Regions from separate parts of the Mus musculus genome. Here regions 1 and 2 are each linked to region 3. A link is a contact called in public HiChIP or PLAC-seq data. All regions are on one chromosome and are shown on one strand. The core of a region is the stretch at or near the end of the contact, and the rest is flanking DNA. Distances in the headings are between cores, read along the strand shown.

The links. HiChIP or PLAC-seq counts read pairs in DNA pulled down with a chosen protein or histone mark.
Region 1: an H3K4me3 HiChIP or PLAC-seq map of embryonic stem cells shows a contact between it and region 3, with 22 read pairs. The contact joins two enhancer-like sites. A contact is called at or near these places in 11 of 484 Hi-C or Micro-C datasets (the AML12 cell line, bone marrow-derived macrophages, brain and 4 more), 12 of 115 datasets of contacts at active chromatin or transcription factors (bone marrow-derived macrophages, embryonic basal ganglia, embryonic stem cells and 4 more) and 3 of 9 other capture datasets (adipose tissue, embryonic stem cells and liver).
Region 2: a contact with region 3 is called in an H3K27ac HiChIP or PLAC-seq map of embryonic stem cells, with 19 read pairs. The contact joins two enhancer-like sites. A contact is called at or near these places in 2 of 15 datasets of contacts at CTCF or cohesin (the NIH/3T3 cell line and pro-B cells), 18 of 484 Hi-C or Micro-C datasets (B cells, the C2C12 cell line, the HL-1 cell line and 11 more), 12 of 115 datasets of contacts at active chromatin or transcription factors (acute myeloid leukemia, bone marrow-derived macrophages, embryonic basal ganglia and 5 more) and 2 of 9 other capture datasets (adipose tissue and liver).

Annotation. Positions count from the first base shown.
Region 1 is chr1:59,374,122-59,378,377 of GRCm38.p6, forward strand. No RefSeq gene overlaps it. Among named protein-coding and RNA genes, the nearest start is that of Gm51625, 7.9 kb to the left of the region's middle. Within about 2 kb of position 2,125, at least 47 of the 459 cell types and tissues checked have an H3K27ac peak or open chromatin away from gene starts, as enhancers often do. A contact at or near this core is called in embryonic stem cells, where this site is marked.
Region 2 is chr1:59,445,967-59,450,701 of GRCm38.p6, forward strand. No RefSeq gene overlaps it. Among named protein-coding and RNA genes, the nearest start is that of Gm33774, 10 kb to the right of the region's middle. Within about 2 kb of position 2,710, at least 54 of the 459 cell types and tissues checked have an H3K27ac peak or open chromatin away from gene starts, as enhancers often do. A contact at or near this core is called in embryonic stem cells, where this site is marked.
Region 3 is chr1:59,582,502-59,586,740 of GRCm38.p6, forward strand. The region is part of intron 10 of Gm973 (predicted gene 973); the gene reads left to right. Gm39648 (a long non-coding RNA gene) reads right to left here. Exons shown (of 3, transcript XR_865454.2): 3 at 3,897-4,193. Among named protein-coding and RNA genes, the nearest start is that of Gm39648, 12 kb to the right of the region's middle. Within about 2 kb of position 2,345, at least 19 of the 459 cell types and tissues checked have an H3K27ac peak or open chromatin away from gene starts, as enhancers often do. A contact at or near this core is called in embryonic stem cells, where this site is marked.

The sequences.
Region 1 (4,256 bases), core at 875-3,374, 210 kb before region 3:
TGCATGCTGTTTTTCAGTTTGGGGCTGCTGAATAATTGCTATGGACATTTATGGTCAAATTTTCATGAGGCCTGTTTTCCATCTCTTGATATAGATATAAAAGTGACTCATGTGAATGTTCTATGTTTGGCATTTTTGAGAACTACCAGCCTGTTTTCCCATACTTACTATCCTAGTTTCTATCGCTGTGATGAAACACCATAACCAAAAACCAAGTTGGGGAAGAATAGATTTGTTTGGCTTACACTTCCACATTATAGTCTGTTCCTAAAGTAGGCCAGGACAGGAACCTGGAGGCAGAAGCTGATGCAGAGGCCATAGAGGAATGCTGTTTACTGGCTTGCTTCCTGTGGCTTACTCAGTCTGCTTTTTCATAGAAGCCAGGACTGCCAATGAAGGGATGGTACCACCACAATGGACCGAGCCCTCTTCTATTTATCATTCATTAAGAAGATGCCCCAACACCAGATCTTATGGAGGCTGATTCAAATTGACATAAAACTATCCAGCACGCGCACACACACACACACACACACACACACACACATATATTTGCACCTTTAAAATATGAATTAGACCTGGAGGTAAAGTACTTTAATGTGGATTAGGTCCTGGGTTTAACCTCATAACACCAAAAATCAAAACTAAAGTGAAACAAACAGGTAGTGTTAACTCTTCAAATGTCTGGCTTCCCTCTCACACTGCACACAGCAGTATGTGCTTGTCCATGGTTGTGGCTTCATTACTGAACCAGAGCATCGTGTCCCTGATGCTCAAGCTGTGGCATCCTGGGACACCGCTGACCTTGGCTTAAAAGGCCCTCCCAGGAGAATCCCAGGTTCACTCCTCAGACTCATGGAGGAACAGTTTCCTTCTACCAGTCTCTTTTACTGGCTGGATGGGAGCTCTCATCCAAAAGGCCTGAGGTGGTTTGAAGGCTTAGTCCTCAGTTGGTGGGACTGTTTGGGAAGGATTGGGAGGTGTGGCTTTGCTTAAAAAAGGTGTGTCATGGGGGCAGTCTTTGAGGTTTCAAAAGGACATGACATTCCCATTAGCAGGACTCTCTCTCTCTCTCTCTCTCTCTCTCTCTCTCTCTCTCTCTCTCTCTCTCTCTCCCCCCCCCCCTCTTTCTCGATTATGGATCATATGTAACCTCCAAAACCATTCCAGAAAGCCTGCTGCCATGTTCCCTGCCATGATGGTCACAGACTTACATTCTGGAACTGTTAGTCATCAAATTAAAGTGTGTGTGTGTGTGTGTGTGTGTGTGTGAGTGTTTGTGTGTGTGTGTGTTTACAAATTGGCAGGCTGGAGAGATGGCTCAGCAATTAAGCACACTGACTGTTCTTGCAGAGGTCCTGAGTTCAGTTCCCAGCAACCACCGGTGGCTCACAACCATCTGTAATGGAATCTGATGCCCTCTTCTGGTGTGTCTGAAGAGAGTAACTTTGTACTTACATACATAAAATAAATAAAAATTTTAGCTGGGCAGTGGTGGCACAAGCCTTTAATCCCAGCACTCGGGAGGCAGAGACAGGTGGATTTCTGAGTTCGAAGCCAGCCTGGTCTACAGAGTGAGTTCCAGGACAGCCAGGGCTATACAGAGAAACCCTGTCTCAAAAAACCAAAAATTATAATAAATAAATAAATATTTTAAAAATAATTTTTTTAAAAAAAGAATAACTGTGGTTGGGAATGAATAAAGTTTGGCGGTTCTTCAAGATTACAAATTGGCTTGGTCATGGTGTTTTGTCACAGCAGCAAAACAGTAACTAAGACAGAAGCTCTGCTCCTTTTCCCAGCACACCCCTATCTACAGAATCATTCAAGTTTAGGGTAAAGGCCTGGAGTTTCTTAACCCGAGCAGCATGGGGAAGAAAAACCAAGTGAGGACTTATGACCAGAAGACCTAAGCAGTTCTTCCTCCCCTTGGTGGATTCCAGTATCCAATTCTGGGGAGGGGCCAAGGGATAAAGAAAGTACTGTGCTATTGGGTGGTGGTAACAAGCCTGTGGAGGGGAGTGCTGGCCCCCACAGCAGACCACCCACCTATTCTGTGCCAGCCACTAAACATCAGCCCTCTATTCATCCCCATCCTTGGGGAGGAAACCGTGGGCTCAGGGATGAAAACAATTGCCCTGCCTGCCCCAGAGCAGCGGAAGGCAGAATTGAGCAGAAGACAAACGAGGGTGAATCCCAGACCGCTCTGAGCCGGTTCACTAGCCCCGCGATCTGGACTCCAGATGCAGGCAGTGAACGCTTGGCCCCACGTGCTCTGGGAGAATCCACCGGACATCATTCAGTGGCCTTCCGACTCGAGCACCTGGCCCACCACAAGCGGGCAGCTGTCACTGCTATTTTGGAGGCAATCATATATTTTTAATGACCTGCAAAATCTCCCTGTGAGAAGGGAGGGAGAGTTGAAATTACAGCCAAGCAATTTGCATTGCGAATCAAGTTGTCCTCCCTCCTGCCCTCCACGAATATGCAGAAATAAATGCCTCCTAATGAACCCTGGGGGCCTGGGGCTTTGATATGCATTCTGCTGGAGGGGTAAAGAGTCCTAAGCAGACTGAGACCCAGCAGGAAGTTGGAGCAGGAGGCCAAGGCAGTCCTCTTCCAGCCTTGGAGGAAGGAAATTGGATTATCTTGCTAGCAGTTGGTGGTTTTCTATCGCTTAGAACCACAGATGAGAGCCTCTCCTAGCCAGAACTGGAGTCAGTGCTATTTAACCAGCAGGCTCCTGGCCCTGCTACACCTTCCCCAGGCTGGCTTTGCTCACTGTATGCCCCAACCAGACTCCCCAAGTCTTCAGGCACTCCAAAGCTTTTTATCTTTTCCAGGATTTAAGAAAACCTGCTGGGAGCTGGAGAGATGGCTCAGCAGCTGAGAGGACCAGCTGATCTTCCAGAGGTCCTGAGTTCAAATCCCAGCAACCACACGGTGGCTCACAATCATCTGTAATGGAATCTGATTCCATCTTCTGCTATGCATGAAAACAGAGCATTCATATACATAAAATAAACAAATAAGTGTGTGTGTGTGTGTGTGGTCTGTGTATCTATACAAGTCTGTGATACTGATGGGGCTGTGTTGAGTTTGTGTTGTGAGTCTGAGGGTGTATGGACTTGGTATTTGTGTCAGCTTTCCAGTGTTTGCCAGTAATGGTTTGTGTGGACTTGTGAAAGGGCGAGAAGAGAAAGCCTGTTCGTTGCCTTCCTTCTGGATAGCAGCAAGGTCAGCGCAGAAAAAGGGGCTCCACAGGAGATCACAAGGTCCCTGGAGCCCCCTCCCCCCAAGTCACACCCTTTCCGGGACTAAAGGCGCCTCCGGCTGATCCTTCCCTCTAAACATCTTGCACGGCCATGCAAGGCCCCTCCAAGTTTAGACAAATAGGTCTGGCCTTCAGTCAGCTGGCACCCAATCCTACCCACCGGGATGAGTAGCCTCAGCTGTCTGCCCACTTCCTCTTTAAGTGATAGCCTGTGGATGGCAGATCCACCACCTTGTGGTAGACACTTGTGTGTTAATAAATGTGAGAGACTGGCATGCGTGGACTGGTAACTACTCAGTGCTCTGGGGCCACAGTGTGACAACCAGTATTGGAAGAAGATGATTTAGCCTAGGGTCTTAGAGCATCTCCAGGTACAACAGGTACAGGCCCGGACTAGGGCAGTGCCCATGGGAATAACCCCATTCCAGTATCAGTAAAGTCTTTCAGGATTTCTTTATTGCTGAAGACGCAGTGAGCACATATTTTGGCAACATCCCTATCAAGGTGACCCTGGAGGCAAGAGAGAAAGAAAAAAAAAAGAGAGAGAGAAAGGTATTGTTTTTTAGAAAACCACTTGAGTCATCACATTAATTAAAAGTAATTGAGAAATGACTGGATTGTTTTATTTAGACAACACCAACATTTAGGCTGTCCTAAACCCACGTTCTTCTTCTCCGCCTCCCTAGGGCCGGGATTGCAAGTTCATAGCACCATGCAAGTGTTGGAGTTTGACTTAAATGAATTTAAATACAAGACGACATTGATGAGACAACCAGGAAGTTTTGAAACCTGGGTGGCTATCAGTTAATATTCAGGAATTATTGTTGATGTTTTTAGATGTAATAATAGTATTGTGCTTATGTTAAAGTCAAGATCGTCTTTACTGTTTAGAAAATATGCTGAAATATCCATGGATTAAATAATGACTTCAAATAATCTCAATAGATGGCAGTTTGAGAGGCAGCAAGGGTACCAAACATAA
Region 2 (4,735 bases), core at 1,460-3,959, 140 kb before region 3:
GACTGTGGTGTCCACAATGGAAGGATGAAACACTGTCACAGCAGGAACACAAGCAAACTGTGGAATCACTTGAGGGACAAAGTTGAGAGGGAAGCAGGGGGCTGTGCACTGCTATCTATCTACAGGTGAGCCTCAATTGTCCAGTAGAGTGGTGGAAAGGAAGGAAGCTCCCAGATGAAGAAAGAGCACAGGCAAAGATCCAAGCTGAACAGGAAAGTAGACCTTGTCAGTTGACAATCTTGAAGCCAGAAGGGACAGCATAGATTTGATAAGATCAGAGATTGGAGGTCACTACAGAAAACAAATGGTGACCACACAGAAAAAGGGATAATTTCAGTCTACAGTCTAGACAACTAAGGGCTGGGAGTTCTAACCAGGGTTATGAAATCCACATGGAATGAAGCCTGAAGCAGACAAACTGCCTAGGGAGGCATCTAAGGTGAATTGGCAGTTAGAAGGAAGTAGAATTGGCGGAAGTGAAGATGCAAGCTGAGGCCGGCCTGGGAAACAAGAAACCCTAGAAATCAACAACAGGATGCCACTTCAGCATGGCACTCACAGCAGAAGCCAGCCTGCTCCTGCAAAAAGTCTAGGAGCTGGGTAATGTCAAGTGTTGGCAGGGGTAGGAGATCAAGGACCCTGCACTTGCTGGTGGGACCGTGAACTGCTTTGGCAATTTAGGTAGAGGAAGAAATTACAGCAAGCGGCTCTGCTCCTGGCTATGAATCTAGCAGGTGATAATGTTGATCAAATAGGAAGCTGGAAGCCATCCAAGAGTAGGCCACTGGGAGAATGGATAAGTACGGTAAAGTCACGTCATAGAATGTGGCACAAAACTAGAAGCGGTAAATTAAATATACTTATAACAGCTTGGAGAGGACCTTTAAAATGTGGTACTAAGTAAGAATAACAACAACAACGCAAAAGGTAAAAAAAATAAATTCCAAAGGCATTTATGGAAATAAAAGATACAGACGGACATCAACATTTGAGCATAGCAAGTGGTCCAGCTTCCTCCACTGGGGTGGCAGTCATCGCTTCCCTCTTCCAAATTATGTTTATCATAACAATTACCACCTTCCAATCTACTGATAACTTTCCTTTGTAAACAGAGAAAAGGAGTATACAGGGTCTCACTTTGTAGCCCTGGCTGGCCTACATACAGACTAAGCTGGCCTCAAAGCTGCGGTGATCCTCCTGCCTCTGCCTCCTGAACGCAGTGAGTTGTTGTACAGGCCACCATGCAAAGCATTCGTGTTGGTAATTTCTTTCTTTTCTGTATTTGTTTTCAGGTGCTGAGCACTGAACCCAGAGCCTTGAGCATGCTGAGCAAACACTACCACTAGGCCTTCTTCTTCATTGTCTTTTGCTTCTTAACAGAGTCTGAGATCCCACCCACGCTGGCCTCAGCCAGAATGCTGTTGAGAATGGCTGATAGGTTATTTCTCTGCTGGTGAGAGGAGCCAATTCGAGCCAGATCGGAATATATTAAAGGCGGGTTTGTTGGGAAGCTGCTCTCAGGTGAATTCACTGGCCTCAATGTTGTCTTGGGGGGAGGGAGTGAGGGAGTGGGAAGAGAGGGGAGGAGGGAGGGAGGGAAGGAGGGAAGGAGGGAGGGAGGGAGGGAGGGAGAAAGAAAGAAAGAAAACAAGCCTGGGTTATATAGGGAGGAGCCTGGGTTGGGGAGCAGCCCAGAGGCTGAAAAGTTAGAGGTTGGGGGCAGGGTATGCCAGGTCGGGACTGAGGGATGCTGGGAGAACCTGGAGGCCAGGTCTGTTTTGTAGAATATGCCCCTCAGTCCCTTGTCCCAGGATCTGAAACCAAATAATGGCCTTGAACCTGGAACTTCTGGTGCTCTTGCCTCTGCCTCCTGACCGCTGGAGTTACAGATGTGTGCTGCCATAGTGTTTTTGTGCTGCTGGGGATGAAAACCCAGTGCTTTGTGTGTATTAGCCTAGCTCTACCAACCGGGCTCCAGCCCTGCAGTCCTTTCTTTCTTTTAAACCCATAAGTAAATGTGTATCATCCTGTTAGAATATGCATCCCATGAGAGCAAGGGTCTTTGTCAAGTTTGTTCACCAATGTGGCCCACAAAAGTCTGGCACAAAGCAGGAAACTCAACAAACATGTGTTGAATGAATTGATGACTGAGATACAATATACGTTGAGCAAGAATATGTAAGTCGAAAAGATCCGCTTTAAAGGCCGTAAGCGTGAATGCCTATGGACTGCAGGGAATACGAGGAAATAAGTCCTAAGGAAGCAGGAGAGGGTTTCAGGGGAAAGTGGGGGATGAAAGAGAGACAGTTGATTGGGAGGGCATCAGGCAGGAGCCATCAGACAGAAGCTGTAGGAACACTCTGGGCTTGGGCAAGTAGGGGGACTTGTTCTCCCTCCTCCCTGTGTCAGCCATGTCTACCCCTTCTAAGGCGTCAGATCTTGGCAACATAAGCCCAAAGCTACTGAGTCCCTGTGCTAGGAGCTCAAAAGTCTGAAAGAATCCAGGGGGAAGGCCCTCCTGGCCCATCTTAGGAAAGATACCGGTCAGAAGAATCCGCCCCAGATACCACTCAGGCCCACAGAAGTTTAGCCAGTTTGTGGATTTGGAATTCCAACTAGTTAACAAGCATTTGCAGGTTTAAAGCACAACAAAGACTGTATTCATGCTAGAAAGGTCTTTATAAGTCTTCAGTTTCCGTACCACCTCCGTACCTGAGGAGAGGCTTTAGAAAAACAATCCTCAGGCAGCCTTCCCACTGAGATTCCGACTCAAAGGATCCCTGGGGAATCTGTTTTGTGGGTTTTTTTTGTTTTGTTTTGTTTTGTTTTGCTTTGTTTTTTGATTCTCCAGGTAGTTGTGGACCAAAGCCACTTCCAGGCAGACCATCAGTTTGCATCAAGCATCCTCCTCTGGTGGAAGCAGGAATTCTCTGGGAGGTGGTAGCTGGTGGAACCTTCAGAAGCCAGTGCAAGGAGAGCAAGGGGTGCCGGCCTGCAGACAATGAGGCAAACACCCCCTCAGCCCTGCTTTAGCATCAACATTCCAGGTTCACCCACCTGGGCCCTTGGTCACCAGGAGACCTCACATGTACACGCAGGCTATAACCTGCCCTAAGCCCTGATCCAGCTGCTCTTCCCAAGCAACTGTCAGCCGGCTGAAAACAAAGGCGATTGTTCTCTCAAGAATGCTTTGCAGGGAGGTAGCTGTCTGTCCATCCTTTCCCTCTCCCCCAATCCCTTCCGGCCTAGGTTCCCACCTTTAATCCCCCGGAGAGAAGGTGTTCTAAATAGGGCTGCTCTTGGCACCTTCCTGGGTCCAATTTGGAAGTCACCACTGGTGTGCTCCTGTGTGGTTACTGGTCCACAATCCTCCAGCTCCGAGTGAGCACCCTCATTTTCTACACTGGAGGCTGAGGTTCGGGTAGAGGAAGGCATTTTAAAAAAAAAAAAGGAAAAAAACCCACACACTTGGAGATGCCAGGCTTCCTACGGGAATCTTCCTTTTATCGACCGGAGAGTCTCGTCTGCCCCTGCCCCCACCCGATGAAGCAGTAAATTGTAACAAGAGAATCTGGCTGAACAAGTTTCTGGTTCCTCGCTATCTTGTGGACAAAGAACTCTTTGAATATGGTTTCTGTGTTTGGCTTCTAGCAATGGAGTGGAAAGTGATGTTTTCACTATTGCTGGAATTTTCTCCCTTCGGCAATGTCCAATAACGGCCATTCACGAGGAAGGCGGCATTGGGTCCCATGGGGGCAGGGAGGCCACGTGGCAGGAGAGCTGTGGCCAGACCATTTCCTGCTAATTAACCTGTGGATATTGATAATATTTCTCTCTGGGACACTGCTGTAGATAAGGCGTCTGTCCCTTGCTGGTCACCAAAGCATCAATAGGCAGACGGCCCCAGTTTAACAGGGTCCATAATCCAAGCTTGCTGGAGATGAGTGATTGATAGAAAGCGATCGCTTTAAAAGGAGTCCAAATCTAAACAGAATGTGTCTGGTTACTAACAAAATTAAATTACCCTCTGCTGAAGGAACTTCCCTTCCAGGGAAAATAAACTTACCGTTGCAGATAAAATAGAAACGTGGGCATAAATTCTTGGCGACTCCTAAGAACAAGCAAGGGAGAGTGTCAAATTTATGAGCTTAATTTTATTTCGTGTTTTCCCCCATTTTGATATACTTTGTTGGCAAGAAAGTACAAAAAGAAGTAGCAGGGGAAGCTATATTCGAAGGGTCAAAAGCCTAATAGATTGTTGCAAAGTACCTGGAGGCCTAGGCTTTATTTAACTCTCTTCTCTGGGCTCTTCTGGGAAATTACTTTTTTCCCCCTCTTTCCTTCCTTCCTAGAAACATGATAAGCAGGCTGCTGAAGAGAGAAGGGCCAGGTATGGATTCTTCCTGACTGGGACGGTCTCTCTCTGCTTTCAGGCCTGCACAGTCTTGGGCTCTGAGGAGGACAGACAGTCTTCATGGGAAAGCCTGTGCTCACAAGTAATGCAGACAGATTCCAAGTTGGGGGGAGGTGGGGGGGGGGATGGCCTCTGGATCTAAAACTGTTTAGGGAGGTTGGGAGAACTCTCCAGAGAATGGACGAAGCCCCGACTCAATCCAGGGCTAACCCATGAGAGACATCCCCAAAGCACCGCTAAGCCGCAAGCCCGGAGCCTGCAGGTGCTACTGATCAAAGAGCATGGAGGTTCCAGTAGGCAGACTTGGTTTATTAAGTGTTC
Region 3 (4,239 bases), core at 1,095-3,594:
AACACTGGGAGTCAAGACTTGTCTGGGATTCTTGTCCTAACTTGCTGTGTGACCCTGAGTGAGCCTCTTCATCTCCTTGGGCCTCATTTGTCTCATCAGTAAAATGAGCAGGTAAACTGTACCGTCACCAGGTTTCTTTACTCTCAAGCTTGGAATCTGGATTGTGGTGTGTGTGTGAAGAAGCAGAGCTGACTTTTCCCAGACTTCTGCAAAGTCAGAATTAGAATAAGAATACAGACACCAGCAGCCACAAGCCGAGAATCACATTTTTCCTTCCAAATCAGGAAAGAAAATAGCGATCGAGTTTGTTGTTTGCTTGTTGGTTTTAAGGCATCAAGGAGAGGAGCTAGGGAGATGGCTCTGTCTATAAAGAGCCTGCCACAAAGGCAAGGTCTGAGTTCAGATCTCCAGACCCCACATAAAAAGCCTGACAGGTACAGCTGCAAACATCTGTAATCGTGGCATTGTGGGAGGTGAGCAGGAGACAGGCAGATCCTTGGAGCTCATTGTGCAGCCAGCCCAGCTAAATGGATGCACTCCAGGTTCAGTGAGAGACCGTTTCAACAAATAACATGGAGAACAATAAAGGGAGACACCAGATGTCAATCTCTGGCCTCCATACACACGCACACACACCCATGAGCACATACACCACACACGCACACACTCACACGTACGCACACAGGTAGGATAATTATGAAGAAGGAAGGTGCCGATTTGAATGGCTTGGAAATATCTAATGTTTCAAGGGATGTGTGCAGACTTTTTGATAAGCGGTCCTCTGTCTGAAGCTCTGAGGGTGACAGTGTCTTCAGTCTCTCAAGAGAAGCTAGTAGGGAATTCCTAGAGCTGGATCCAGGGACTGGGAACTCCTGAGGCAGATGCTATACCACTGCTCCAGGGGTTGCCTAGGTCCCTCCGCTCTCAGACAGCCTCCAGGGCAGGCTCGCCAAGCCTCTTATCTCCAACTTCTTGCTGCTTCTGGCCTTCCCTCTTTTCCCCAGCACTTCCTTACAATCAGAGCAGAAATGAGTCTGTTTGCACAATATTTGAACTGACCTTTCAGGTTAAAACACCAGGCCCAAGTCAGGCCTCCATTGAAGAAAAGCATATCTAAGCCACTTCTCCACTACTGAAGAACCTCAGAAACAACACAGACACACACATACTATGTGTGTCTGTCTGTCTGTCTGTGTGTGTGTTTGTGTGTGTGTGTGTGTGTGGTTTGCCTCCATTGAAGACACTTTTCATAAAGGATCCGAAGACCTTAAGTAATAACAATAGCAATAATAATTACAGAGTTGTGACTAAGAAAATACAATATATTTTGGAAATCCCATAGCTCCAAAGGCCATACCAATACTCCCTGCATGGTCCAAACTCATGTATCCCTATGGCTCTACTGGAGGACCCTTCAAAGAGTGACCCAGCCATGACAAGTTAACTATAGACTAAATTATGAACTTTGCAGTCAGACTGAACTTTGGATCTTAAGCTCCAAGCCTGGTTCATCTGCAAGGCCTTGGTAAGTTCACAAACTCTGGAAATATCTTGTACCTCCTTTGCAAATGGAGAAAGGTTCCCATCTGAGCTTCTTGGTTGGTTGGTGTTACCATAGCCTGCCTGCCTTTGAAAAGGAACCCCGAGGGGAAAAGCCTTATGAGGAAAAGTCTAGGGAGCCCCACCAGTCCCCAAGCCAGGAAAAATGGGGTGTAGGGTACAAAGGACTTCCTCCTGCCTCTCTCACCCCTCCCCCTTCTTGAGGCTCAGGGCACTTTATTAGGTTAATCACTGCCTCGGATTTTAACTACTTCCTCAACCTACTCCACATAAATGACTAATTTTATGTTTACCATAAAGCATCTGGAAAGGCTTTAGAAACAAATTTCTACCCAACAGACTTCAGTTTACCCACCTTGATGGGCCACTGGCCCAACCAGTGGCCTCCCTGCCTCTCTAGGACCTAGGACCTTTCTTGCTCTGAAGCACAAAGCAGGCTTGCAGCAACAGTAGTAGCAGCAGCAATTAAGCCCGTCTTTCTTTTCTTTTAATCCCTACTGACTCAGCTCGTCCCTCCATCCTTTAGGGTCTGGTCATGTAAGGTCACTCACACATAATACATTTGTCTAGTTTTGTTGTTGGTGGTGGAGGTTTGGTTTGGTTTGGCTTGGTTTGGTTTAAGTCACAGTGAGAATCCCAAAGGTGGAACCTTTTGGAAACAACAGACCTTTGAGAAGTCACATACCTAGGCTGGGAAGTATGAGGGAAAGAAAGTCTGGTATTGCTGTCCAAGTTCAGCTCTGGGGTCCGGAGGCTGCCCCCGTGCGCCCCCTCCCGGTAGTACTGAAAACCTCTGCTCTGAGTCTTCAGTGGCCGCGTCGCTAAGGCCAAAGCCGAAAGGGTGAGGGGCTCTAGCCTCCCAGTTCCACTTTCAAGTAAAGGCCCTTAGGCACCCCTTCTACACCTAGCCGGAGGTTCCGGGCCTCAGAGCCAAGTCCATCAGTTTAAAAAAAAAAAAAAAAAAAGCGCCGCAGCTGCCATCAGCAACTTCCTTGGAGTTAGAAGTGGGGAGAAGTCAGAGAAATAGGGGGAAGAAGACTACAAGGGGAGTTGCGTGGAGATGAAAAGAGCGATGAAAAAAGAGAAAGAAGACAAGCAGACGTGTTTCAACTCCAAGCTCCCATTTCCCCTTTCAAATGAACGGCCTCCCCACTGTGAGCAGAATCAAGTATTTATGAAGGCATTTTTTGCATATTAATAGCTGCGCAGGGATGGGGCCCTGCCAGCGCTTAAGTCCTAAAGGTATGGTGCCCTTTTGAAAATACAGGTCTTTCCAGCCCCTCATAGAATTTGGTTTTCTCCTTCAGATTTATTTCCCCCTCTGCCTTGTGGGTCCTCCTGGGGCCCTACAACTGATTAAGAGAAATTAGTTTCTGGGCTGCCTTCAGAGTCCAGGACTGCTCTTCCCTCTGCGGGTCGCTGACATCAATCGCAGGCTCTCGCCTTTCCTCTTCCCCAAGGCCTCTGGGGAGAGGCTTGAGGTTGGGTGAGGTGCCCAGCACCTAAAAAGAATCTTAAAATTGTAAATGGAAGTTTCAGAAGGAGATATTAATACATCCGTGCAGTGAGAGAGGAGAAAGTAAAAAAGAAAAATATGCAATCATTTCATTAACGTTAATAATACTGTCGATCCTCGGTGAGGATTGCATTTCATTTTTAAAAAGAAAACATAGAGAGTTAGAAACATAATCAAAAGACCAAATCATATTAAAATAATAGTAGTAGGCAAGAATATGAGCTATAGTTTAGTGGCAGGGCTTGACTACCATAGGCAAGGCCCTGGGTCTGATCCGGAATACTCTTATACACACACACACACACACACACACACACACACACACACACGCACACGCATACGCGCGCACACACACACACACACACACGCACACGCATACGCGCGCACACACACACACACACACACACAGAGGCACAGATGACTAGGGCTTGGGGCTGTAGTTCAGCTGGTTGAGGTCTATCTTAGAATGCACATGGCCCTGCATTCTATCCCTGGGACCACATAAAACCCAGGCACGGTCACACACCTGCAATATCAGCCCTCGGAAAGAAAGGCTCAGAAAGTCAAAATCATCCGAGGCAACCTGAGATCTGTGATCTCCTGGAATCTGTGATTTAATACTGGGCAACATCAAGGTTCCAGACGGTTGGTGAGGAGGAGCCAGCCTGGGCTGCCCAGAGTCCACCCTCTGTGTGCACTGTTATAACAACCAAAGTGTTTCCACCCACTGCTAAATATTCCCCAGGGAGCAAACTGAACCCATCACCCCTCTCTTTTTTTCCTCCTCCTCTTCTTCCTCTTTCCCCTTCCTCCTTTCCTTTTCCTTTTTTGTTGTTACTGTTGTTCGTTTTTGAGCCAGAGTCTTACTATGTAGCCCAGACTGGCCATCCTACCTCACTGAAATTATAGGCATATGCTATCACGTCCAGAGTGACTGAATATTGAAAGTGCAAATCAAAACCATAAGTCAATCATGATTCCATCTATGGTTGTTGATTTTTGTGTTTTGTTCTCAAGCATCTGTTAGGGAGCACAAAATTAGGGTGCTCTGGGTTCAAACTTCACGTCGCGTCCCTGGGCCTGTGGTCTCTGCTCTCCTCCCCTAGTCGTCTTTATTCTATGAAAAAGGAAAGATAAAAAGAGTTTGTAAATTTTCAATTTGA